Linked DNA regions of Mus musculus: regions 1, 2, 3, 4, 5 and 7 are each linked to region 6. Evidence: chromatin contacts called from public HiChIP or PLAC-seq and promoter capture Hi-C data. All regions are on one chromosome and are shown on one strand. The core of a region is the stretch at or near the end of the contact, and the rest is flanking DNA. Distances in the headings are between cores, read along the strand shown. Region 1 holds the start of Actr3 (ARP3 actin-related protein 3). Region 2 holds the start of Fcmr (Fc fragment of IgM receptor). Region 3 holds the start of Mapkapk2 (MAP kinase-activated protein kinase 2). Region 4 holds the start of Dyrk3 (dual-specificity tyrosine-(Y)-phosphorylation regulated kinase 3). Region 5 holds the start of Yod1 (YOD1 deubiquitinase). Region 6 holds the start of Mcm6 (minichromosome maintenance complex component 6). Region 7 holds the start of Slc35f5 (solute carrier family 35, member F5).

Region 1 (3,506 bases), core at 317-2,816, 2.9 Mb before region 6:
AGAATAAGAGGAAAAAGGTTGGCAACTATCCTCAAAACCACTGATGTATTTGGGGGATTCGAGATCAGACAGGCCTCTTCCTCCACCAAGGATTTCAACGTAGAACATAAAAAAATGTACAGTCTTCTCTCTAGGTCACTACCCAGAGCAAGTTGTAACTCTTGACAAGGTTCATTAATACAAAACCACTACTTTAAAGTCATTTTAGTCAACCACACTACTATCAGAAACAATTACTTTAAATCAAACACATTCCTTTATACCCCCTTTCAGTTTTCAAGACACAGTCACAAAACGAACGTGAACAAACGTTTAGGTTCCAGGGTGCGTCCCTTCTCTCCCCTCTGTCTCCCTCCGTGGACACACAAGAACATTTTTTTTTCTAGTTCAGACATATTGATACCTACCACTCATAATGTACTCTTTATGCAACCTGCTTAATTTTGAAAGTTCTAATAAGACGTGGTAACGTTCGAGACGAAAAACTACCTTATAAGGCTATAAAAGACGGAAAGCAGGAAGCGGCTTTGACAAAACTAAGGAAGTTGCAGCGCGCTTGCTCACCAAGGGACTTTTTTGAGGCAAGAGCTATAACCCCCGTGAGATCCTCCTCGCTGGAACTGACTTGGTTCAATGGGTAGTGGGAGATGGCTACGAATGGGTGTGGGCGGAAACCAGGCGGCGCGTGGGTCCGCTGCAAAAGCCCCCCATGCTAGCTTCCCATTTTCACAGCCTGGTTCGTCGCTCTCCCCACCCACACGCCCTAAGAGATCGAGAGTTGTCACCGCGATCTTGCAAAATCTGCAAGGAGCGCTTCTCTCTCTCTCTCTCTCTCTCTCTCTCTCTCTCTCTCTCTCTCTCTCTCTCTCTCTCTCTCTTTTCCTTGCTCCTAGGTCTGGAGGTCCTCGGTGGGTGCCCTGCTTCACAGGCAGCAAAGGGGAGAGAAGGGAAAGGACAGCCAGGTGGGCCAGACGGCCTCCTCGGAAAGGAAGGGCCTGGAAAAGATCTCTGTCCCGGGAGGCTCCCGGCACCACCCCTCGCCAGTCTGGCCGGCTCCCCCCATTCATCTCCCTCCTCCGCCCGTCCCCGGCCTCAGTCTCCCCCACCCCGAAGACCCGCCGTACCCCGTGCCACAGTCCACCACACAGGCCGGCAGCCGTCCCGCCATCTTCCTCCTCGCCCGCCGCTGCCGTCCGTTCCGTGCTGCTGAGAGGCCGGGGAGCTAGAGATGGGAGCTGGCTGACCATGCACCGGCCCGGGCCGCCCTCGGTCGGGAGGGAGGGAGGAAGGGAGGGAGCTGTGGGAAGCCCGAGCAGGAGCGAGTGAGCAGTCGGCTAGTACTTCCGCAAGCCCAGCAGGCTGGCCGGCCGGCAGGCTGGCTGTCCCCGCCCTACCCTGCCGCGGCCTCCTCCTCTACCCCTCCGCTCTCCGCCCTCCTCCTCCTCCTCCTCGCTCCCGCCCCCACCCTACAACTTCTTCCCCCTCGCACTGCCTTTCCGCGGGGAGCCAAGATGGCCGCCGCTGCCGACGCCCCGGCCAGGCCAGGCCCCAGGCCGCGATCGCTCCCACTTCCGGTTCCGGGTGGGAGGAGCGAGCACGCGCGCGCGTGCGTGCGATGTACTGTGCGGCCGCCCGGCCCCGGCTCCCTTCCGGATAGCCAGAAAGTCCACTTTGGGTTTTCAAATAGCTGGAAGCCCAGAAGCCAAGCTGAGCTTGAAGGGGGTCCAGAAGCGGCTACGCATGCGCAGTGGCGCGCAGCTGTGGGTCGCGGCTCCGCTTCCGACTTGCGAAGATTCCAGTTCGCATTTTCTGGCCGGTGGCAGCCCAGAAGTCAGGCAGTTATTTAGTTAGGAAGCTGGCTTTTGGTGGTGGTGGGTGTTGAGTGTGTTTCTTCTCTGCTAACTTGAGCCATGGGCAGGAGGCTTTCTACTGTGGGGTGAAGGGCTAATTGGAAACGTGGTCAGCGGCATGTCCCCATAATCGCTGTAGGTGAGCAGTCAGAAAAGGGATGTGTCCTGAGATTTATGTCAGTTATACTATTGCATTGTAGTTTGCAAGCTCCCCAAAATGGTGGGCCTTTGCTTTTAAGACAGGCAAGGATCCAAGACGTTAGGTTGAACAATAACAAACCCACCTTCTTCAGGGTTTGGGGATTCCTGTGTGTCTTCCAAGAAAGGCAAGTGTTGGATCAGTGACATGGCTTAGCAGGTAAAGATGCTTGCACTCACTAACCTGAGTTTGAGCCCTTGGAGATCCACATGCTGGAAGGAATGAAAAGACCCCCACAAGTTGTTCTTTGATTTTGCGCACATCCTCCCCCTCATAAGAAAATATAAAACAAAAATTAAAAAATCAAGTTTCCCAGAGGTTATGCTCTACATAGCCTGTACAAATGGCCTTTATTTGGGTTTTGGGGTGATGATAAACTTCTTTCAAGAGTAGTGAGATTATCTCCGGCCTTTAAGAAAGGCCAGTGTCCCAGAGGTTGTGTTCTACAAAATAGACTCTGTGCAGGTGGCCTCTATTCCGGTTGAAGTGACAATGAATTTCCTTCTGTGGAGTGCTGTTAACGTGATACCAACTTTTTCTAGTTGGAAAAAAAAAGAAAAAGAAAAAGAAAGAAAGATGAGAAAAAGATATGTATTTTTTTACATCACAGACTTAAAAAGTAATACTTTTAAAACTTGAATACATCAGAGTAACATAGAAAGCTTAAAGTATGTTGCTGGGTCATCTCCCAGGGGATTAGGCAAAATCAATGTGCAGTAGAACCTGAGAATTTACTTTCTCATCAGCAGGAACCTGGAAAGTTAATAGCTTTCCTTCCCAACAGGCTTGTCTTTTATTTATTCTTTAGCAATCCCATACATGTAAATGCTATATCTTGATTGAATTTACCCAGAACCTTCTCTCTGGCTCCCCTGGATATCCCAATGTATTCCTCCTCCTCCTCCTCCTCCTCCTCCTCCTCCTCCTCCTCCTCCTCCTCCTCCTCCTTTTCTCCTCTTCCTCTTCTTCCTCTTCTTCCTCCTCCCTTCCTGTCCCCTCTGATTTTCATTTATTTTTTGGTAATCTCCTGAATCCAGTCAGTTTGGTTGAAATGCTGACTGATCTTGGCTAGATCTTCAGGAAACTATAACTGCAAAATCTGTGTCATGTCCAGAAGACAGCATCTTCTATGCACCCCCATCCCCTCCTCCATGATGCTCCCCGAGCTTTGTGGAGTGGTGAGGGTCTGCATAGATGGACCATCTAAGGCTGATGGTCAGTAGTCACCTACCCTCAGCATGATATGTGTAGAAATATCAGTGTTTACAAGGTAATATTACAACAGGTCTATTGAGTAGGGCAACAGGTTTCCCTATACAGCCTGTGACGGCCTAAACCATGGGAGGTTTGGACAGGTTTAGCATAATCTGCCTAAATTCCCTTCTGAAGAGCAGGCCTCATCCAAAAGTGTTTGGTCACCCCCATACCCCCTGTGCCATACTGTACTGGAGAGCATA
Region 2 (3,618 bases), core at 88-2,587, 2.5 Mb after region 6:
ACCTGCTCTGGGCTCGCACTCAACCTCCAGGGCTGAGGACATCATTGTGTTCTGTTTTGGAGAGCATGTGACCAATCTGGTGTGTAGGCGTGAGGAAGGAGTGGTGTGCAGGCAGCCAGCCACCAATGAGCCTAAAATAGTGTGGACAAAAGTGACTAGGAAGCCTAGACTAGGGGTACCATTGGCGAATGAAACCCCCGACCCAAGGAAAACCTGGGAATCCTCTGATAAGTTACAGCTTTGCACACCTGAAAGACCATTAAAGCCAAATAGCCCATGGTAAAGGGCTTTTATAGCATTTCTACATCAGTGATCTCTGCTGTGCACCAGACAAGACAGTGACCATACCCAAGTGACCAATGAGAACACAGGCTCAGCGAAGCTTGCCCAAGGCGAACAAAGTCAAGCCTGGACAAACCATTTTGTCTGAAGCCTGAAACTGTTTTCCTTATTCTCAGCTTCTCTACTCTCCATCAGTGAGCCTCACTCACCCTCGCCACTGGGTGTCTTGAAAAATGGCTCGACCAGACTGCCAACCCTAAGGGCAGAGTTTGCTATGTGACTTGTCACACCTGACTCTTAGCATTGTCTTCTGCTTATTAGACAGTGGCTTGTGCCTCTGCCAGAGGGAAGCGCCTTTCAGATACCACTGTAAGAGAATGAGGCCTAAAGATTAACTGAGGCCCTGAGCAAGCTGTGCCTAAGACCTCAGGAATGATAGTGTGCATATTGGAGTACCAGAGGCTATGTGTCTCACCTCCATCTGTTTTCTAGATAAATGTAGTTCAGACAAAAGCAGTAGACTGCACAAAATCCATGGCTAATATCACTATAAATAGTAGGTGTTCACAAGTACTCATGGGAGGAGTTACAGAGTGAGTTCCAAGACAGCCAGGGCTACACAGAGAAACCCTGTCTTGAAATACCAAAACAAACAAACAAACAAAAACAAAAAAACAAACAAAAACAAAACAAAAAAAAAACCCAGGTGACTTTCAAAGCCTAGCTTTGGTCCACAAAGGCTTTGTTGTTGGGAGAGATGAGTTGGTGATGAGCTTTGTTGTCCTGAGGATGGAGAAACAACAAATGCCTCTAGCTCAGAAGTCAGTCGGCACCTATGAATCCTGGGAGGTCCCTTTGAGAAGAGGGGGCAAGGCCTGGCAGCTGCTCAGGCTGAGAGCTTGGACCTGCTCACTCATTTTTATGCAGTACGTGTTTTCTCAATTCTTGATTTCCGCTATGGTTCGCTGGTGTTTTCTTTTTTAGACAAAGACTAGCTAGCAAACAAAACAGATTATCATTTCCTCATTTTAAGTCCTTGCCACTCAAAGAGGTCCAGCATAGCTTTCAAGCACCCAGTTGTAGAAGGCTCCCAGGTGATCGGTGTGTGTCAGCCTCACTCCAGGGCCTCCAGGGAACCATGGACTTTTGGCTTTGGTTACTTTACTTCCTGCCAGGTGAGTGCTCTGAGGAAACACTTCAGACTTAACTACCAGGTTTGAATTAGCCAGAGGTAATCAGTTGACAGCCATCTCTGACCCTGATGCATCTGGAGAGTTGCAGTTGCAGCCGGGGCACAGAGAACAAGGGTGGAGACCTGTGAAGTGGATGCTGGCCACTCCCCACTCCTTCAGTATGCTTCCAGACTTCCACCCTAGACAGCTGTTAGATTTCTAAGGGTTGAACGTGTCACATATCTTAAAGACTCACTTTTTGGGGATCTTAAAATGTATGTCTCCAAGGTTTGTTCTTCTTGTATGTATTTCTCCTCTAGATCTTTCTTCTTCACTCTGAAATTGGAAACTTTCAAATGAAGTCTCCCTAAACTATTCCCTTAAGCTTCTTATCTCAGCTTACAGCCACCTACCCAGCAATCCGCTTGAATGACCACCAAGATCTGGAATACATGCGCCTAATGCCTTGCCTAATATACTTCCCTGGTTGCCATACAAGCCAGCTATTCCATTTGTGTTAAGCGTCTCTAAGATTATAACGTCATTCCATGGCTCCCACTATCTACTAACTAAAACACACTCTCCTCCCTTAGAATCTGAGCTTATCATGCTCCCACGGACCTTCTTCCAGAGAAATAGACCTCTTCTTGGTACAAATGCTACAAATTCCCCCTCCTGCACCCTCCCTCAGGCTGTCCCCGCTTACCATCCCTGTTACTGTCATTACTCCCAGTTTACCATTATTACCTGGCTCTTTGCAGGTCATGGCAAACCTACCTATCTCTCACAGTCATTATTCCCAAGCACCTTCTGAACCCCAGCCACAGCCATGTCCTATTTCGGCTCAGTGTGCTCAGCTTATTTAGTTTGTCAGGAATGCCTGCTTTGTGATAATTAAGCTTTGCTGAGGATTTGACTGGATTGAGAAATGCTGAGGTACTAGTCAAGCTTACTTCTGGATGTAATTGCAAGGTCCTTTCCAGAAAGAATTCAGCAAGGGGAGAAGACCCCCTTGCCTGCGGATTTTACTATCCCGTGGGCCGAGGTCACGAACAGAATAAAAAAAGAAGAAAGAGAAAGGCTGCAGAGGACTGAGTTCACCTTCCTCCCATTTGTTGATCGACCTACCAGCCCACCCTGAGATATAATCAGGCAGCTTCATACTTCTGCTACCATAGCTTCCATGCCACGATGGTCTAGAGCAGTTCTCAGCCTTCCTAAAGCAGTGGCCCTTTAATACAGCTCCTCACGTTGTAGTGACCCCCAGTCATAGAATTATTTTCACCGCTACTGCATAGCTGCAGTGTTGCTAGTGATATAAATTGTAATGGAAACATCTGTGTTCTCTGATAGCCTTAGGTGACCCCTGTACTCTAAAGGGGTCATTACCCATAAGCTGAGAACCGATGGTCTCAAAACTGTGAGCACAAATACACCTCCCCCGCCCCCCACTGAACTTTCTTCTCGTCATGTATTTTGTTGCAATAATGAGAGAAAAGTGACGAATAGAGTAAATTGATAACTAGAAGTGAGGTTACTGTTGTGAAAAATCTGACCTTGTGGTTAATAGGCCTTCAGGACTAATTTTCAGGAGGAATTCTGAGATGTGTGGGTGATCTAGAGAAGGTCGAGGATGTTATAAGAAGAGGTTAATTGGATCATGCTGGTGAAAGCACAAAGGACCAGAACAAAATAAATAAATCAGTAAATAAATAGATAAATAAATACTGCTCACAGGAGAACAAGATTCTATCAGAAATTAGGGCAGGAGTCATTTGTTGTTCAAGGTATTAAAGAATCAGGCTGTGTTCTGATGGTGTCCTAAAGTTGTTTGACAGAGGAAATGTAAATGTGGCATAACATTCAAGCCATGGCGTGGTTACTGCTCACAGCGCTTACCCAGATTTACAGTGAGAGAGAACACAAGTGTGTGGGAAATGGGCTTCTTGGCAAAGAAAGGATCTCGAACTCAGCGAAAGCTACAAATAGAGCTGACCAAATGGGTCCAGACAAAGCAGCTATGATTCTTAAAGAGTTAAGTGCAGTTAAGGAATGTCTTAGTTAGAGTTAGTTTGCTGCAATGCAATGGCATGACCAAAAAGCAAGTTGGGGAGGAAAAAGTTTATTTTGCTTGCCCTTCCATATCACTGTCCATCATCAAAGA
Region 3 (3,667 bases), core at 481-2,980, 2.7 Mb after region 6:
ACATCTGTACTTCCTCAACAATACAGTTAACTGTGGTCAAACTGTTCCCTTGCCTCCAGTCCCCAAGGTCAGAGCCACCGTTCAACCCAACCAACTCCTTTCCTCGCTTAGCTAACTCCCCAAGAGCTTATAGTTTGTTTGCTTGTTTTTTAAATGTGATGCAGAAGATGAAAACAGCAAAACATCATAAAAACTAAACTTATTTTCCCCCTACAAAGTACCAGGTTTCGGTCCCGTTGACCGTGTATGACAACGGCCTCACGCATAACTCAATCTATCTGTACTCTAGAATAGCTGAAACAAAGCAAGTTGTGTGGGCTGAAGGGGAAGAGCAAAATATAACACAGGAAGTACTTTGCTCCTCCAATCATTGAGACACCCCAGGAGAAAGAAACCTGACAAGTGACCTTTAGAGATATGGTGTAACCTGAAACCCTTGAGAGAAGAAAACTTTGCAGTGACCCTGAATGACAGCCTTCCCTGCTTCACTTGGACCTTTTGAAATCCCCATTCTCCACTACCACCGACAGAAGCAGAGACGGGTAGACCCACAGAGATTAAGAGTGGGTTTCCCAAATGCAGGAATAGTATTTCCTGCCTTTGAGTCTCCGGCTACCAGGGACCAGTGTACCAGCACTAGGCCAAGCCTGGCTTACAGACAAGGTTTCCTACGGTGGAGGGAGCAATGGAAACAGCCCGGCGCAAGCCTAAGGGGCAGCGCAGGCCAGGCGCTGGCGGTTCCAGACGATCGCGGGGCACGGAGGCGGGGTCCCCAGTCTCCAGTGCCGCGCCGCTCCGCGCCGACGCGCCCCACCGCTGCGCGCCGACCTCGCGAGGCCGAGGAGAGCGAAGTCACATTCCGGCTCCCAAATAAGGAGTAGGGTTAAGGAAACCTCAGAGAGCGAACTTCTCCAAACCGACCGACCAACCAGCTCAATGAGTAAAGGGCCTTTTGTGCCCGCAGAAAGGAAGGAGGGAGGGAGGACGAGGCCACCGTGTCCTCGGCGCCGGGTAAAGCGAGCAGAGGCCGTCCGGGTCCCAAGAGTGGCCACCAGGCTGGATCCCACTCACACCCCAACATGGCAGTCCCCGTGAGTCCTCTCGGGTGCCGGCCACTCGCGGGGTGACCGGAAGCTGCACCGGATCTCAGCGCGATCCCGGGCGGCCCAGACTTACCTTTAGGGCGAATTTTTGCTGGGTTCTCTTGTCGAAGATCCGCAGCACCTTCCCGTTGATGCCCAGGCCAAGCACTTGGCTGGTGACCTTGTAGTCGTCGGTGATGGCGTTCTTTCGGATCTGCAGGCCCGACTTGACGTGGAACTGGGGGAACGGCGGCGGCGGCTGGGCCGGGGCTGGCGGTGGAGGGCTGGGGAAAGGCGCCGGCGGAGTCTGGCCCGGAGAGCCCGACAGCATGGTGCCCGGCGACTCGCGCGCAGAGGCAGGGGCCGCGGCCGCCCCCTCCTCCGGCTCGGGCCCGGGTCCCCGCCACGCCCCGCCCGGCGGCGAAGTTTGCTCCGGGCTGGAGCCGGCTGCCCCGCCCCGGCCCGGCTCCAGGCTCGGCTGGTCGCGGGGCCCCGTGGGTCCCGCTGTGCGCCGCGGGCGCCCACCAGCCCTGCTCCCTCCCCCCGGAGACGTGCGCTCCGGGGAACGCGGGACGGCAGGGCCCGGCCGGAGGAATCGCCGCGCCGAGAAGTACCAGCCCGGGGGCGGCGGCCGCGTCACAGGCTGCTCGGCGTCCTGGGCTAGTCCTTAAAGGGGAGGATCGAGGGTGGGGCTTGACTGGGAGGCGTGGACATGGGGGAGGGGTGGGCCTTAAAGGGGAGGAAGTCCAGTGGCGGGAGAGCTTAGGGACTGCGAGCAAGCGGGCTTGTGGAGGGCATCGAGACATCCTAGTTCTTAACCCGGGCCGGGCAGAGGGGAAAGGGAGGAGGGCAAAAGAAAAGCTGCTGGATAGTTCAAACAAAACCCTCACTCCTCCAGCTGCTTGGATCTAGAAGACAGGTCATCGGAGAATTGGAGGAGATGTATTTTGAAAGAAACGGATAATTGATAAGAATCTTTCTACGTGGACTCTGTGGGTGGGGGGTGAGGGGTACCCGAGCAGAGCGAGAATCCGGGGGCCAGGACTGGGGGAATAAGAGAGACTATTCATCCTAGGATCAGGTGTCAGGCAATAGTAACAATTTCCTTAACATACTTGTGAGTTTTACTTTTTTTTTCTCTCATGGACTTACTGGTTTTCACTGAGAAGAATGTACTACTGTGATACCACGAACAATTTAATTATTATGAATTCGAACATATTTTTATATAAACCCAAAATGACCCAAGATGGAATGGGGCACTCTAGCCACCTGTTATCCCGGCTATATGCAGGAGACTGAAGCAGGAGGATAACAAGTCACAGGGCCAGCCTGAACAACAAAGACAGACTCTGTCTTAAAATACCCACAAACTTCATGTCTCTCTGGGAGGTACACTTATACATTTGTGTTCTTAATTCATTGCGATTATAGAGCAAGGGGAAGGGCTGGGAAATGGTTCTAGAGTTGGGGAAATGGTCCCTGCGGCCATAGCCAATAAGTAGTCCTGAAGCAACCTAGTTCTAGTACAAATCTCTGGGCCTAACTGGCCTGTAGCACTGCTGAGATCCACAAGGGTTTGACTGTTACAGCAGTTAAGAAATGAGACAAAGGAACAAGATAGATACAAAGCTCTGGTTTACTTACTAATACAGACAAATTAAAGATGAGACCTGACCCATGGTCACACAAAGTCTTTAATATGTCCCAACAAAACTCTGGAGACGAGACAGTGCCCTGAGAAAAGGGCGTTGGAGACATAGCCCAGGATGGCAAGACTCATTTGCTGTTCCCTGTTTAGATTTCCGGAAGATACTTGTTCCAAGGAAGACAGAGATGAACAGGTGGAGGACTGTAGGCCCCCTCTTGAGATCCAACTCACTATGGATCAAGGAGACAAGCGCTTTTTCAGTGCTCAATACTTCTCGCTCATCCCTGTGGTGATAATTCTAACTGGGGGGGGGGGGGGGGGGAGGGGGATAGATGCAGTAGTTGGGTTAGCAGTGTGGCAGATACAGACCTGGGAATAGAAGGCACATTGGCTCTCCTCAGTCTGCAGCTGGGTAGATTCCTTCCACACTGAAGACAAAGCTACACAACGCCCTGTTTCAAAGGCACTGCTTGAGGCTGTGGAGATGCAGGGACAGAGAAAGGAAGGAATCTGGGGATGAGGAGGTGGAAGGTCTCATTGGCTCCTGTGGAAAGAGGTTCCCACCCTGACTGCCTCAGTTCTGTATTGCCCCCATGTACCCACAGAAGGTCTTTGGGACCTCTTGTTGGCATTTAGCCATCACCTCTTTCTTTCCAGAGGCTGGAAAGAGAATGAGCTATTCAGAGGCAGCAAGGCACCATGCAAAACTACAAACTAGAAATGAACAGAATCCGATTGTCCTAAGAAGGTGTGAGAGGGGCTAGAGAGATGGCTCAGCAGTTAAGAGTACTGACTGCTCTTCCAGAGGTCCTGAGTTCAATTCCCAGCAATCACATGGTGGCTCACAACCATCTGTAATGAGATCTGACACTCTCTTCCGGTGTGTATGAAGACAGCTACAGTGTACTTACATATAACAATAAATAAATCAATA
Region 4 (3,509 bases), core at 299-2,798, 2.8 Mb after region 6:
AAAGAATGGAAAAAAAAAATCTCTGGATTCAATTTTACATTAGTTACAACAGACTGGTGTGGTGACACACTCCTTTAATCCCTCTCTCAGGAGGCAGAGGCAGGTGGATCTCTGCTGAGTTTGAGGCCAGCTTGGTCTACAGAGTGACTTCCAGGACAGCCAAAGCTACATAATAAAGAGACCCTGTCTCTAACTAACAAATAATAAGTAATCGAATGCTGTTCAAAAAATGAGGGACTACCAATTAACTTGAACTGAATAAGAAACCTAAAAGCAGAAAGAAATAAACATAACATAGAGGTTTGTTTTAGAATGCAAGTCTAACACCTCTATTCTAGTTTCAGCCCCTGGCTGTGCTACCTTCCCCCTCTGAACAGCCTCACAGGTAAATGGGAAGAAAAGGACGTCTACACTCTCAGACTACAAGAAGAGAAGACTAGCAGAACAGCTGTCTTCTCTTCATTATTTTATGCACCCATTTACAGCTAAGCTAACTAGTGAAAAAAGGCAGCCAACAGGAACCCACCCGATGCTTTGCTTTAAGTTACACGATGTACCAAATCTCTCTTCTGTTCCCACTTCATTTCCTGGCATATGGAGATATTTAAAATGCTAAAGGACTACAGAATGGTTCTGTCTTTACACTGTGGGTCCTCCACAGTGAAGGCACACAAACAATGGGCAGGATTTACTAAAGCCACAAGATGGCCTTGAATAATGCATTTTATCTGCTCCCAAGACTACGGATTTGCGGGTCACTCTGGTCACCGGTTCATGTTACCATCTCAGATTATATACTACTAACACAACCATGACTAGGTAACATTTTTCATTGTCTTTAAAAAAAATATCTTTTCAGTCACTTTTGAGATCTGTCTTATTAAAAAAAAATACTTATAGAGTTTAACACAAGTGTTAAAGGAATAAAGGAGGGCTTTAAAAACATCCCACAAGAAATTAAAATATCTTCTAAAAAATATATTGAGGTTCAGACAATGTTTTGATAACAGGCAATTTTCTAGACAGGTCCGGCCTCTGCCATACTGCACGATGAAACACACCAGCACCGCATCTGCAGAGTAACAGCCAGACGCGAACGAGCGGATTGGGTTCCTTTAGCCAGGGCCCGATGCGGAGGGGGAAAGGGACCCCCCCCCAAAAGCGGCACATGGGGAACAAGGTCCCGGGTCTCTGCTGCTCCACCCCAGGGCCAGGGCGGGCTGGGCAGACTCTCGGAGCAACAGGGCGCAGGTCTTGCGCGCAGGTCCCAGACCCAGCTCTCCGGAGGCCGCGCCGTCCCGCCCGCCCTCCCCCGCCCTTCCCGCTCACCGCGCTGATGGACAGGCAGCCCAGACCCGCAAGGAGTCCTCCCGCTCCTACCCGGGCGCCGTTACCTCCGCTGCTGCGGCGGGAGCCCGGCCCCCGGCAGCGCCGCGTCCTTCCTCCCGCGATCGCGGGCTGCGCCTCCCATCGCGAGCTCGCCCCGCGGACACAGAGGCGGCGGTTGGCCCGGTGGGTCGCCTCCAGCACCGCACCTGCTGGCTTCGCTACAAGACGAGGCTGGGCACTGGGCTCGCGCGGTCCGCAGGGAGACCACGCGGGAGCGGCCGCGTCGCTTAGCAACCGCGCACGCCCTGCCGCGCCTGCGCAACGCCGCCTTGGAGGGAGCGGGGAGGAGGCGGAGCGAGGGGCGTGCTGTTCCTGGGTGGTGTGCTCGCAGTTCTTTTTGCAAAAGAGGAAACTGGCTTGGAACCTACGCTTCTTCGTATTCACCTAGCCGTGAAACCAAACATGGGAGTATCAGCAGCACAGCCTGCCTGCTCAGCAGACCGCTTGGAGAGCTCTGCGCATCTTTAATATGTGAAAGCGTACCTCACTCTTTCTGAGAAGTACCGTCCATGTTAAGTCTATTTCGACAGTTAAAATGGAAGTGAAAAGAAAGGCTGTTAAGCCACAGAAGTGGCGGTTGTGTTGAGCTTGGTGCCCATCAGATTTCCTAAGGCTGCAAAACTCCTCTGCAAGAGCGGATTTGATTCCCAACACGGTCGTGGCAGTTCACAACCATCCATAACTCTAGTCCCGGGGTGTTTAATGCCCTCTTCTGACATCTGAGAGTAGCAGGCACGTATGTGGTGCACAGGCATAAACTCATACACATAGGATGAGCCCATTGGATCTATGAGAACAAAACAAAACAAAAACCAAAGGTTCTTCCACGCATCGGTGGCGCACGCCACCTGGTGCACACTGGAAATTATTTCATAGAGCATAATTCCACGAATCTTCAAATGTCCAACCGAGGCTCCTTTTGGGGTTCGTAAAAGTCACAGTCCCTGTTCTCAGAAGATCCACACTCTATTTGCAGCTAAGAATCTGTCCATTTGGGACACTTTATTTTCATCTGTTCAGTGTTGACTTAGCCTGTGATATAAGTAAAAATGTTTTCTTCAATGATGATCTTTTAGAAGTTTTCTGTCTCTCTTTCATCCACAACCAGTGCAATCTTACTTTCCTAGGGTTTTTGTTTTTAAATTGGGCTCTTTGACTCTTGTTTGTAGACAGAGTTCCATGGCAACAAAGGCACCTCCCCCGCTCCAAGATTACAAAATTCTACTAACTGATCCTGCTCTCAGGACTTCTAAGAGGTGAACACCCCAGACTACTACCGGAAGGGTTGGTTGGGACTTGCCTGGACATGTTTAATTACCTCATTTCGAATCACTGCAAGTCTTCCCTTCTGTCTTTAAGGCGCATCTTCTAGAGCCAAGCTAAAGCCTTCCTGTTCTACTTGCCTCCAGCGGGTTAGGGGAGTAGATACAGAGGCTGCCTTTGTCTTTAGTAGGTTATTTCCCTAGTAAGGGAGGGAGAACTCCTTGAGGGTGCTGGACCTCCTGAGTATCTGACCTTGGTGACCTAAGTACTTTTCAGTATTTCTTCAAAGAACCCCTGTTTTGTAACAACGACCACACCCTCATTAAGCAATTGCCCTGTACCCTCCGGCTCTTGAAAAGACTCATTTAAGTGTACTTCAACAGATATTGAAATACAAAGAAAATACGATTTCTCTGTATAAAGTGTTCCATATGCTTACATATGTGCAACCTATGGAAATCTATGCAAAATATATTTGATAAATGTTACATTAAAGTAAGTAAAAAAAGGTGGGGGAACATGCTGGTGGAAGGACAAAGTTTTGAGGAAGTGAGGAGTAGGAGGGAGGGACTTTGGTTGGATGTGATCGGATATATTGGATAGGGGCTGGAGAGATGGCTCAGTGGTCATGAGCACTAGCAGCTCTGGAAGAGGATCGGACATCTGAGAGTACCAGGCACACATGTGCTGCACCGACATATGCTCAAAAGAATAAGATAAATCAAAAATTTTTTCCAAAGATATAGTGTATGAAGTCACTGAATAATAAATTAACGGATTTTAAATAAATGAAGAGTGGTTGGAAATCAGCATTATCTTTCTGAAAATATAAAATAAGAATCCTACCACATACTAGC
Region 5 (3,837 bases), core at 1,142-3,641, 2.4 Mb after region 6:
CTAAGTTTAAGAATACAGACAGAACAGAGGTGGGAATCAGAAGCGCTGGAGATGCGGAGAGATGAAGTGCACTTGATCAAGAAAGCAACCCCAATCCAAAGGAAAAACTCAGTCTCGGCGGGGGGGCGGGGGGGGGGAGAAGGAGGGAGGGAAGGAGAGGGAGAGAGGGAAGGAGAGAGAGAGGGAAGGAGAAAAAGGAGAGGGGAAGAGGGAAGGAGAGGGAGGGGAAGAGGGGGACAGGGAGAGAAGGGAGAGAATGAGAATGAATTTGGAAACTGGTGAGAGGGACGGACGGGGTGAAAGCACACTCTAGGAAGGAAGAACTGTAGTGGAGCTGTGATAGCCCTAGCATGTTACATTCTCTGACGTTCTCCACCCTCCCTGCCCTTTCCTATCCATACCCTAGGGCGCAGCGGAAGTAAATGACTTATGGAATGTTACCTGCAAAATAAGCCTTGCGTCCTGATATCAACTAGGGTGAGAGGGACTGGGACTCACTACTCAAACCCCGATGCCAAGGAGCTCAAGACAAAAGATTCTATTTAAAAAAAGGAAAAAAAGAAAAGAAAAGAAAAAAGAAAACCCGTGCACGGCTCCTGGCCTGACAGAGCCAATTCTCCAGTCCTCACTCCGCAGCTGCGGCTCAGTGTCCCTGAAGGGCTGCACGCCCAGGAGCGTCACCCGGAGCTACACTTCCCGAAAGCACGAAGCACTGTCGCTCTGCACCATCCCCGCGCCCGCGCAGCACCCCAGCCCCGCGTCCAGACTGCTCAATTACCGCTCACCCTATGACCTGTCCTATTCGTCCTCCCTGCTGTAGACCCAGTGTCGCCACCGGAGCACCGGGTACCAAAGCTGGCAGACAGACTGAAGTAGTCCGGGCTCCGGGGGTTGGGGCGAGTCACGTGGGGCGCTTGGCCCCGCCCACGCTGGCGTCAGCCCTCACCTGGAGGCACGCTGGACCAATGAAGCACCTGCAGGGCAGGGGGCGGGCTCCTGGGGTCTGGGAGGACCTGTGACAGCCTAAGGCTGTCAGCTCGCAAAGCAGCCGGCCCAGGGGAGCTTGGTGGCATTGTTGCCTGGAAACAAATGGAGCTGGAGGCGGGGTGAATTAAAAGCCTTCCCTTCCCCCCCCCCCTTCCCTTATTCTCGCGAGACCTGTTTGGCTGACATCTTGCGTGGGAGTGACTGGTGAAAAGTGAGGCTTAACGCCTTCGTTCCTGAATCTCCAGCTAGACTAGGTTCTGGGAGGTTGAGGTCGGCTTGTAAAGATGCCTTGCTGGCTACCAGAAGGCAAGAGCTAACTAACTACAACTTCTGGTCAGCATCCTTGGAGCCTATGGATCCGGGAGCCTCCCATTCACCAGACAGGTGACTCCAAAGCATGTTCCTTGATTTCCCCCTCCATCCCTGGACCCAGGCTACATTATCTGTGGTCATCTGGAAGAGCCAAGGAGGAGGAGAAGTGCACCCGCTCCTGGTGTGAGGGTACAGAGGGACAGATTCGCTGTAACTGATTCACAGTAGAGGCTGTTGCAGTGGGGTTTATATCTCCCAGAACTACTTTTCAAAGTCACTCCCCCTGCACACCATTGGTACCTGACAATGCTTGACAGTCCAGAGTGGGGAGGGGGACTTGTTTGCTGCTTTGGCTAAACGGTGGGGGAGGGACCCTAGAACTGTTTTCACTCCTTCCTTCTTGACCCGAGAGTCAAGTCATCTTCCACACAATCCAAATATGCGTTTCACACCCCCGCGGCGAGTTCCAGCGTGCTACGAACTGTCATTATTCGGCGTTTACTGCACACCTTTAGAACTATGGTCAAGGCAGTCTCGGGCTCCCGGGCTACAGAGTTGGAAACTGGCTAGCTATCTGGTCAGGTCTCCTCTCTGCCCGTCTGTCTTCTGTCTCTCGGCCACCGCGAGGACTGCGTTGCCATGATGAAGTGTCTTCCTACTGGGATACGAGGAATCGGACTGGAATCCTGATGACCAAGAGTGAGTCCTCTTGAGCCCTGCCACCAACCGCGGGAGTGAGGCGATCGCCCCAGGCACGGCTGCTGACCTCATACAGTCTTTCTGAGGTGGCAGATGGACGCTTTCAAGTTCGTCTCACGGGACTCCCCGCTCGTCCCGTCCACTTGGCCTCAATGAATCAGTTCGGCGCAGCCACGAACCCCGCCAGCGGCGTGACTGTTTGGTGGGTCCTTCTGACCTCTCTTGGCATTTGTTTACCTTCCCGACGATGAGTCGGCTCTGCCTGGTGTTTGGGAGGCTGCTTTCATCATTGGCGACCTCCCTGCAAGGTGACATTCTGCTCTGCTAGACTCGGGAACTCCTTCCCCGCCCTCCTCCCTGGAGCATAAATGCTGCCGACGCGAAGCTCGCCTCACCGGAGCGCTCGGGAGAGCCGGCCGACCCCCAACCCTCACCCGCGGCCGCCCTTGCCACTTTAAGAGCCCGCGCCGTTTTTGGAAGGACCGAGGCCGAGTCCCCCCCACCCCCCACCGAGGTGTCGCGAGAAGCGCCCCAGCGGCCACCTCTCGCGATGTTTGGAGGCGCCAAAGGCGGCCATTTTGGGGTCCCCCCCGCTGGTTACTCCGGCGCTGTCCCCCAGTCTGAGGCTGGGACCAAGGCTGGCCCCGCAGGAGGCCGGCCGGCCGACACTATGTGGCGGGTCCGCTGCAAGGCCAAGGGTGGCACCCACCTTTTGCAGGGTCTTTCCAGCCGGACCCGCTTACGGGAGCTGCAGGGCCAAATCGCCGCTATCACCGGCATCGCTCCCGGCAGTCAGCGAATCCTCGTTGGCTACCCGCCCGAGTGCCTGGATCTCAGCGACCGGGACATCACTCTTGGGGACCTGCCCATCCAGTCAGGTACGGGCACCGGCCGGGGCCGGGGAAGTCTTGGAGGACGTGGAGGGGAGAAGAGTGAAGCTAGTAAGGCAGAGTGCCGATGTGACAGCTAGGGGCTTCGAGGACCAGAACTCCGGGAAGGCCGGGGCAGGTGTCAAGTCCTTTACTTGTGATTTAGAGACAAGGCTGGAGTCTTGAAGTCCCCTGTTCCCCAAGCCTGCTTCCAGGTCATTTGTTTCCTCTGCTTTCCCAAAGGACAGCAGGACCCTTGTTCCCTGACGGGATGGTTCTTTTTCCCTATCCCGATCAGCAGGTCAGCGGTTGAGATACCAATTTTTCGTTTTCCCTGTGTGTTAATTTCTTTTTATCTTGTGTCTCATATATATATATATATATATATATATATATATATATATATATATATATATATATATACATACATACATACATACATACACACACACACACACACACACACACACTTGGACGTTGTGTTTATTGCTGTAGAATTAACCAACAGCAGTTACTTGTTCCCAGGTTTAGAACTTGAACGTCAGTGTTGACCATTCAAAGCTTTTTCCATTTTGTGGCAAGGCCCCTCGAATCGAGCTGTCAGATGGTATAGGCATGCGAAGTGCAAAGAACACCCCAGTGACCTACCTAGTCTGTGGAGAACATCTGAAAGATTTGGTTTTTAAGTTGAAATGCAGCGCGGAGCATTTTGTTCTGTTTGCCTCTTTCTGAAGACACTGAACTAAACACAAACAAACTTAGAGAGTTACTGGCCTCTTGTTTACAAAGTTGTGTTCTCCTTGGTAACCCGCTTTATACTTTTAACTCCTTTGCTTTCTAATTTTCTGAGTTGGCTAATAAACACCCAATCTATAATTTCTCTGCAGTTCTGGATTTGTTTTATTTTTGACAGGTGACATGCTGATTGTTGAAGAAGACCAAACCAGACCAAAAGCTTCACCTGCGTTTT
Region 6 (3,481 bases), core at 806-3,305:
ATGGAAAATGAAACTAACAGAAAATTTAGACATAGCTGGGTGGCGACAGTGCACACCTTTAGCCCCAGTGCTTGGGAGGCAGAGTTAAGCACATGTCTGAGTTGAAGGGGCTACACAAAGAAACCCTGTCTCAAAATAAAAACAAACAAAAAAGAAATATTTAGACTCTTCTGCAAGCAAAAGCAAAGCTGCTCTGTGAATGGAAGTTGATTATTTTAAAAACTAAGTCCTGTTTATGCTTAGCTCCAGCTCTTAGCTACCAAGAAAAGGCCCTTGGCATCTGGAAAATAGCAGGCCTGCTGGGATCACAGGCAAAGAAGTAGCTACTGCTTGTTGCCTGAATGGTCTAAAGTAGTGGTTCTCGACCTTAACGCTGAGACCCTTTAATACAGTTCCTCATGTGTGATGACCCCAACCATAAAACCATCTCATTGCTACTTCATAACTAATTTTGCTGTTATGGACCATACTGTGCATATGGATCTGGTATGTGCCCCAAGGGATCCTGATCTACATGTTGAGAACTGCTGGTTTACACAGACTTTAATCAAAAGGAGACTTGGGTTTTGAAGGACAAGCAGCTGTACCGACTGCCAAAAACATTACAAAGGTTGGAACATAGAATTTAAATTCCAGAGGGTTATTTTTGTTTGTTTTGTTTTTCAGCACCAGACTTTCTATGTAGCCCTGAGCTCTGTCCTGGAACTCACTTTGTAGACCAGGCTGGCCTTGAACTCATAGGATCCGTCTACCGCTGGCTTGTGCCCAACACTGGCCTGCTTACAGTTTTAAGTATAGCAGAACTTCAAAAGATAGCTGTAGAGCCAAAAGGACGACTAGATCAGCAATATGTGGTAACCAGTATACGCGTGCCATGTCATTTTATTCTGCCTTAAAAGGCAAACCCTTGATTACAATAAGCTGCATGTCTAGCAAAATTAGCCACACACACTTATCGGAGGCACCTATAGTGATCCAGTTCAATGTTAGAAGTGTGGCAGGTGTCAGGAGGCTAGGAGAGTTAGAGAGGCTCTAACTATTTAGTAGGTAGAGTTGGAAGAGTTTCAAACAGGGATCATTGTACAAGTTGAATGCACCTCAAGATGCTTGTTGTACACTCCCAAAAGGTCAAAACTCTTAAGTTTTTGTTATATACTGACATAATCTTTAAAAAGAAAAAGAAAAGAATTGTTTACTATTGGAGGCGGAAGAGTAAGGAGCACACTGGTATGTGGTTGCTGCTAGGTGCTAGAAGCGGAGGGAGGGATGGGAAGGAGGCAGCTAGATGTCTAGAACAATTCTTTCATTATATAGGGCAGAACTCATTTCACTGAACAGTCATCAAGCCATAGATTCCTGTTAGAACGAGCTGGCCCAGGTTTGCTTGCATTGCAAGCTCCTGGTTCTGGGCTGTGTGCCCAACCCTACTCAAGAGGTAACGCCCCCCCCCCCCCCCCCCACCTCCCAAAAAACCAAACTCTGGCCTCACTGGGTTGCGACGTGAGTCCTGCTGGGATTCATTCCCAGCATCGCCCCAACTAGTCATGGCGGTGCACATCTGTCATTCCAGCACAAGCTAAGCGGAGGCTGGAGGATTACAAGTTCAAAATCATCTTTGGCTACACAGCGAGTTCGAAACCCTGTTTTAGAAACGTAATGAAAAAGCAGCACAGTATGACACAAGGGAGCGCTGCGGTGAAGAAAGGAGTCGAGGAGGCTTCGGATTCCCGCCGGGCCGGGGCCCATCCCTTCCGGAGCACACATGGCCCCGGTCTCCGCCCGGCCCGCGAGCCCCCGGAGGCCACTCACTCTTCCAGGAAGTCTAGGAACAGCTTCTGGCATTTCTCGGCCACCTCGTCGCGCACCTCCGGGTGCTGGCTTCCGGCGCCGGGCTCCGCGGCCGCTGCGAGGTCCATGGCGGCGCCGAGAGTACGCGCTGCTGAGGGAAGACCACCGCGGAGGAGAGTCCGCAGCTGCAGATAGCCCGGCCGCAGGTTCCACGCGTAGCTCCTTCCGCGCTGCCACTTCGCGCGCGCCTCCGGCTAGCCCCGCCCTCTCACCTCAGCCAATAACAGGGTAGGAGCTGAGCTACTTCGCGCCAAACCCGTCCAATCAATGGCGGTTCCGTACAGAGCCCCGCCCACCGCACGCACTTTTCGCGCCAAAAGCATACGCCATGAAGCTTTTGCCCATGCGCAATGTAGTCGCACCCACCCTCTGGTTGTTTTGGCTTGAGGAGCTAACCCCTCCCTCTCTCCCTTTACCCCCAGAGTTTATGTATAGACTTTTTTGGGTTTTTTTGTTTTGTTTTTGGTCACTCAGGGTTAAACCTACTGTGAATTGTGCATCTGGAGGAAGTAAGGTATGAGCAAACCAAACTACAGGAGAGAGCCCCTTAAAAGTCAGGTGGAGGACAGGAGCAAAGGCTTAGAGAGTAACTCATTCCGCAGCGGACCCAAGCTTGTTTCTTAGCAGCTACATGAGACAGTCACCACCTTTAACTCCAGCTTAGCGACTTTGATACCCTCTTCTGACTTCTAAGAACACATGTGCATACACATACACTTAAAAAGACAGAGATAGATATATTCTGACAATCTGCATACCATTTGACTTTCTTTTCTTTTTTAAACTGAGAGGGTCTCACATAGCCCAGGCTGGCCTTGAATTCTGGGTTCACGTGGTGCTGGGACTGAACCTAAAGCCTTCTGAGTGTAGAACAAGGACTACCTTGCTAGTAAATGATCCACATTGCCAGTCCCTCCTCGACTTTGATAGCTTAGTGCTGATAACTTGTTTCACCACCAGCACTTTTATCCTGGGCTTCCAGGACACAGTAAACCTGGACCAGAATAAATAAGTCACTTTTTCGAGGCTTACTGGATGTTAAAAATTTAATGCCAGGCAGAGTATATAAAATTAATACTTTTATAATCTATTAGGAAATATACTATAGAGATCTGCAATTGAAGGTGTTGAAGACTTGAAGCCTCAAATCCCTCCCTCCTTTGCCAACTCCAAATGTAGCCTTCACTGAGTGAGAATCCTGGGGCTTTCTAGAGAAACAAAACTGATAAAGACACACACACAGGATTTACTAAGTTTAGCATACAGGCTGTTGTCTGGCTAGCTCAACAGTGGCTGTCTTCCAATAAAAACGCCAAGCAGATGGTGGTTCAGCCCACAAGGCTGGATGTCTTAGCAGGTTTTCATTAAATGTTGGGAGTCCTGAAGAAACAGGTTCTAATACATTAATTGCTGCCTCAGCAGCAGGATGATAGATGGACTTGCCAGTGAGAGTGAGGACAGGCAGGCAAACGCACAAAAGGCTTCCTTCTGTGTCATTTTAGGTATGCTGTCACCAGGTGTGGCCCAGATATTGGATGGGCCTTTTTATTTTTAGAGAGAGTATTTCTTTTCTTTTTCTTTTTTTCTTTTTTTTTTTGTTTTTTTGTTTTTTTCGAGACAGGGTTTCTCTGTG
Region 7 (3,716 bases), core at 276-2,775, 2.8 Mb before region 6:
ACCGGAAGTGTCTGGCAAGTAGCAAGACAGATCCTTCCATCTCTGCCTCTCATCGTGCTGGGGTTGCAAATGTGCACATGACCAAGCCCAGCTTTTTACATGGGCGCTAGGGATCTAAACTCAGGACCTCATGCTTGCACAGCAAGGACTTTTGTCCACTAAGTTATCTCTCCTGTTCCAGCAGTGGGTTTCTCAGTGACTAGAAGTGTTTGATGCCAGGAGTTTTTTAGAATCCGACCAGATCACAAAATGTCCATCTTAATTTTAGTCATAAGACTTTGTAGACAAAGTTAAAAGAGAAGGATGAAACACAGTGACTACATGAGAAAAAAATATTTCCTTGCCTCATTTGATAAAAATGCTAACAATGCAATTGTGGCTACAGAAGCCTTAAGTCTCGTGTTAATCTAAATATAAATCAGGATCCTGGCCAATTTTTCAATTTTATGGGAGCTTCAATACCCATAAAACAAAAACCCATGGTTAGCATCTGTGGAGGTCTTATGTGTCACAGGCTGAACTGATTTGTTTGAGAATGTATGTATACTGGGTGTAAACATACAGCCGAGGCACTCACATGGTTTTATGGCTTTGTTTTTGTTTTTTTCTTCCCATAAAAAAAGTGAGGGCCAGGGAGATGAATAACCTGGTCTACAACTTCTAACTGCAAGAATGAAGCTCTAGTTTACGGACAAAAACGATCTAGGAATCCAACGGGGCGCCAAGCTACACTGCCTGATTTTAGAAAGGGCTACTGGAAAATGCTTGCTTAAACACTGGAAGAAATGGTGCAGTCAGCTTTCGCTTCAGGGCGGGGCAGTGGGGAAGTCTGGCAGCCTTGCCAGGGCTGGGTTCTCCCTCTTCTAGACATCCCCGCCCTCTCCGCTCTGTTCTCTTCCCTTCTCTGTTCCTTCGCGCCACTGTCACGACTCCAAGCCACAAGCCTGTTCAAGGCTGGCGTCCACACTACGGCAACAAGAACCAGGAAACGTGCCCTCCCCCGGTCCGAAGTCGCGTCCGGCGTGACGTAACCTGCGCGCCCGCAGTCTTTGGGCTAGGGGGCGGGGCCGCTGAAGCTGACTGGACAGGGGCGGGGACTGCCGGGCTGTCTGGGGGGCGGGGCTCTGGGCAGACCACCCAGGCCTAGGGTATGGATTGTCAACTGGGGGAGGAGGCAGAATGGACGCCGGGTGGACGAACTGAGAGCTGAGCTTGACCGGTTGACTCACTGAGTGATGGGGAGGATGTCACCTAGTTGGTGGACAAGCTGGGGGCCTAGAGTCTCCAGGATGGGGTCCAGGGTACCCGGAGCGGTTCCTGTCTACCGGGATGCGCTGCCAGGTTCGCTACCCAGGGGCGGAGCTTGACTGGGATCTCGCCTAGCTAATTGCTCAAAGGGCAGCTCTAGGTGGTCAATAGGTCGGGGGTGGAGTCTGACTGGCTGACGGGCAGGAGGCGGGGCCTGCCGGTTGGCCAGCCGTGGGATGGGCTTGTTTGGCCAGCAGTGGGCGTGGCCTGGCTGGCTGACCGGCCGGGGGCGGGGCCTGGGCCGCGGCCGCAATCCGGGCCTCCAGGACTCTCGCTGCCAGCGCCGTCCGGTGGCCTGGGTCACTCCCCTCCGTCGGGGCCGAGTGCTGTGACAGCCGCGGCCTTGAGCCGAGGGGCAGCGCAGCTTCTTAAGTTGGGCTTGCTGTGGGGCACGATGCTGGGGTCTGTGCGTGCGGTGTGAGGCGGCGGCTCTGGGCGGCGGGCCGAGCCGGGGCCGCTCATGGTGCCGCCACGACTCCATCGAGGGGCAGGAAGGCCAGGTAGGCGGTGGGCCGGCGTCCGCGGCCAGGGAGGACGGGTCAGAGTTCTCACGCCCCTCACGAGGCAAGAGGCTGGGTTTTCCTCATGTCTTTCCCTCGCCAAGGGGCGGCTTCCCTGTGCCAGCTGTTTTCTGTCGTGACTGGGCGGGTGGGGAGCGAGGATGATCCTGGTTCTCACGTGAGGGGAGTGGACCCTCGCACATCACTTCCTGTCAGCGAGCTGAATCCCCTGGAGATGGGGGGGTAAGGACACGCGTGTCTAGACTGCCAGGGGCGGATGTCCTGAAGGGAGAATCTAGAGAGTTCTGTTTATGAGACTTCGAGGATCCGTTTACAGCACTCTTCAATGTGCCATATGTGGAATCTTCTTCTCTCTCTCTCGTTTTTTTTACCCGCCTGGTACCCAGGACCTCTTTGAGTATAACCTTTTATTTTTGGGGGGCTGGGAGGTGTCAGGTCGGGGACAGGTCTTAGGTATCCGAGACTGGTCTCAAAAATCACTTTGTAGCCAAGGGTAACCTTGAACTTCTGTCTTCTGCCTTACAGGCATGCACCAGCACACCAGGCTTATGGCCTGGTTCCGCACTCTACTAGCTGAGCGACACCGCTAGCATGGGATTTCTTGTTTGTATTTGTTTTGCTGTTGTTATTATTTTGTGACACAGTCTCATATGGCCCATGCTGGCCTTGAACTCAGTATGTATTCTGACTGACTTTGATCTTCTGATTCTCTGGTTTCCCCTCCCCCCACACCCCACACTTTCCAAGTGCTAGGATTATAGACACGTGCCACTGTGCCCAGTTTGGGAAGTGTTTGGGATGCAACCCAAGAACTCATGCATGCTAGGCAAGCATTGCACTACTAAGCTACATGTCCCCAGGGTGGCTTCTGTTGCATACATTTTGATAGTCCTTGAAGGTGAAGAGTGGAAAAGATGTGATTTTACACTTGAACTTTCCCTAAGCGTTATTTCTGTGGTGCTGTTTTAGGTGGGCTGAGTTCTTTACCTCCATTTGGACTGGGCTCTGCCCGCTTTGCAGGCATTGCATTTGAGGATCTCAGAGAAGCCCTTGCAACAAGGTAAATTCTCATGTTATCAGTAAAAAGCAGAGACTACTAGCAAATGTCTCTTGTTTCCTTGGGCTGGATTTCTAATTTTTATGTGGTTCTTCTCAAAGAGGCTCTAATGAGATCTCTGTTTTCTAAACTAACAGACTGCAAATGGTTTATGTGTTTATCATGAACCGTGTGAATTCCCAGAGCAGTGGTTTCAGTCAGCGCAGGCGAATGGCCCTGGGGATAGTGATTCTCCTGCTGGTTGATGTGATATGGGTGGCATCCTCAGAACTCACCTCGGTATGTATTTCTCCACCAATGATGTTGCACTGTGATAGAATTAACATGGACCTAGAGGATTTTGCTAATGATGTAGGATAACATATAGTGTCAAGCTATAGTATTTTCATGCTTCTAACATCAGTATTTTAAATATTGTTGAATTCTTTGTTTTTCTTTGGTACTGAATTAGTGTCATTTAAAGTAAAAATTGACAGGATGCTCTTTGTTGTTTTCTGAAGGTACAAAAACTTTGTGTGTATGTGTGTCTATATATGCACATGTGTGCACACGTGCCTGTGGAGGCCAGAAGGGGGCATCTGAGTCCTTGGAACTTAGATAATTGTTAGTCCTGTAACGTGGGTACTGGGGACTAAACTCTGAAGGAATACTAAGCTCTTTGAATCATGGAGCCATTTCTACAGTCCTACCTACAGCTTTCTCACATTTGTAGGAAACATATCTCAGAAGATTTTTTTTTAATTACATAAAAGGTGGTTTTGTGTTAGTCAAAATTGAATTTATTTCTTCATAAATACTGTTTTTTAGGGAACAAACATTGAGGGACAGTA

The links. Promoter capture Hi-C pulls out the DNA fragments that hold promoters and counts their contacts. HiChIP or PLAC-seq counts read pairs in DNA pulled down with a chosen protein or histone mark. Capture Hi-C pulls out chosen DNA fragments and counts their contacts.
Region 1: an H3K27ac HiChIP or PLAC-seq map of bone marrow-derived dendritic cells shows a contact between it and region 6, with 7 times the contacts expected there. The contact joins the promoter of Actr3 here to the promoter of Mcm6 in region 6. A contact is called at or near these places in 4 of 39 promoter capture datasets (hippocampal neurons, liver and pre-B cells) and 2 of 115 datasets of contacts at active chromatin or transcription factors (astrocytes and bone marrow-derived dendritic cells).
Region 2: a contact with region 6 is called in a promoter capture Hi-C map of pre-B cells, with 4 times the contacts expected there. The contact joins the promoter of Fcmr here to the promoter of Mcm6 in region 6.
Region 3: a contact with region 6 is called in a promoter capture Hi-C map of liver, with 3 times the contacts expected there. The contact joins the promoter of Mapkapk2 here to the promoter of Mcm6 in region 6. A contact is called at or near these places in 5 of 39 promoter capture datasets (cranial neural crest, hippocampal neurons, liver and 2 more), 1 of 115 datasets of contacts at active chromatin or transcription factors (astrocytes) and 1 of 9 other capture datasets (liver).
Region 4: a contact with region 6 is called in an H3K27ac HiChIP or PLAC-seq map of embryonic stem cells, with 5 times the contacts expected there. The contact joins the promoter of Dyrk3 here to the promoter of Mcm6 in region 6. A contact is called at or near these places in 2 of 39 promoter capture datasets (embryonic stem cells and liver) and 3 of 115 datasets of contacts at active chromatin or transcription factors (astrocytes and embryonic stem cells).
Region 5: a contact with region 6 is called in a promoter capture Hi-C map of adipose tissue, with 4 times the contacts expected there. The contact joins the promoter of Yod1 here to the promoter of Mcm6 in region 6. A contact is called at or near these places in 6 of 39 promoter capture datasets (the 3T3-L1 cell line, cranial neural crest, hippocampal neurons and 2 more), 1 of 115 datasets of contacts at active chromatin or transcription factors (embryonic forebrain) and 2 of 9 other capture datasets (adipose tissue and liver).
Region 7: a contact with region 6 is called in a promoter capture Hi-C map of liver, with 6 times the contacts expected there. The contact joins the promoter of Slc35f5 here to the promoter of Mcm6 in region 6. A contact is called at or near these places in 2 of 39 promoter capture datasets (liver and pre-B cells), 1 of 484 Hi-C or Micro-C datasets (muscle stem cells) and 1 of 115 datasets of contacts at active chromatin or transcription factors (astrocytes).

The regions. Positions count from the first base shown.
Region 1 is chr1:125,434,161-125,437,666 of GRCm38.p6, forward strand. Actr3 (ARP3 actin-related protein 3) reads right to left here and starts at 1,567. Exons shown (of 12, transcript NM_023735.2): 1 at 1,125-1,567. The coding sequence starts at 1,168.
Region 2 is chr1:130,864,440-130,868,057 of GRCm38.p6, forward strand. Fcmr (Fc fragment of IgM receptor) reads left to right here and starts at 1,338. Exons shown (of 8, transcript NM_026976.3): 1 at 1,338-1,457. The coding sequence starts at 1,421.
Region 3 is chr1:131,096,113-131,099,779 of GRCm38.p6, forward strand. It overlaps Mapkapk2 (MAP kinase-activated protein kinase 2), which reads right to left and starts at 1,731. Exons shown (of 10, transcript NM_008551.2): 1 at 1,177-1,731. The coding sequence starts at 1,413.
Region 4 is chr1:131,136,686-131,140,194 of GRCm38.p6, forward strand. Dyrk3 (dual-specificity tyrosine-(Y)-phosphorylation regulated kinase 3) reads right to left here and starts at 1,549. Exons shown (of 3, transcript NM_145508.2): 1 at 1,395-1,549. The coding sequence starts at 1,471.
Region 5 is chr1:130,714,936-130,718,772 of GRCm38.p6, forward strand. It overlaps Yod1 (YOD1 deubiquitinase), which reads left to right and starts at 2,392. Exons shown (of 2, transcript NM_178691.4): 1 at 2,392-2,876; 2 at 3,781-3,837. The coding sequence starts at 2,549. Pfkfb2 (6-phosphofructo-2-kinase/fructose-2,6-biphosphatase 2) reads right to left here and starts at 886. Exons shown (of 15, transcript NM_008825.4): 1 at 786-886.
Region 6 is chr1:128,357,650-128,361,130 of GRCm38.p6, forward strand. It overlaps Mcm6 (minichromosome maintenance complex component 6), which reads right to left and starts at 2,056. Exons shown (of 17, transcript NM_008567.2): 1 at 1,810-2,056. The coding sequence starts at 1,916.
Region 7 is chr1:125,559,477-125,563,192 of GRCm38.p6, forward strand. Slc35f5 (solute carrier family 35, member F5) reads left to right here and starts at 1,526. Exons shown (of 16, transcript NM_028787.5): 1 at 1,526-1,808; 2 at 2,799-2,889; 3 at 3,024-3,165. The coding sequence starts at 1,769.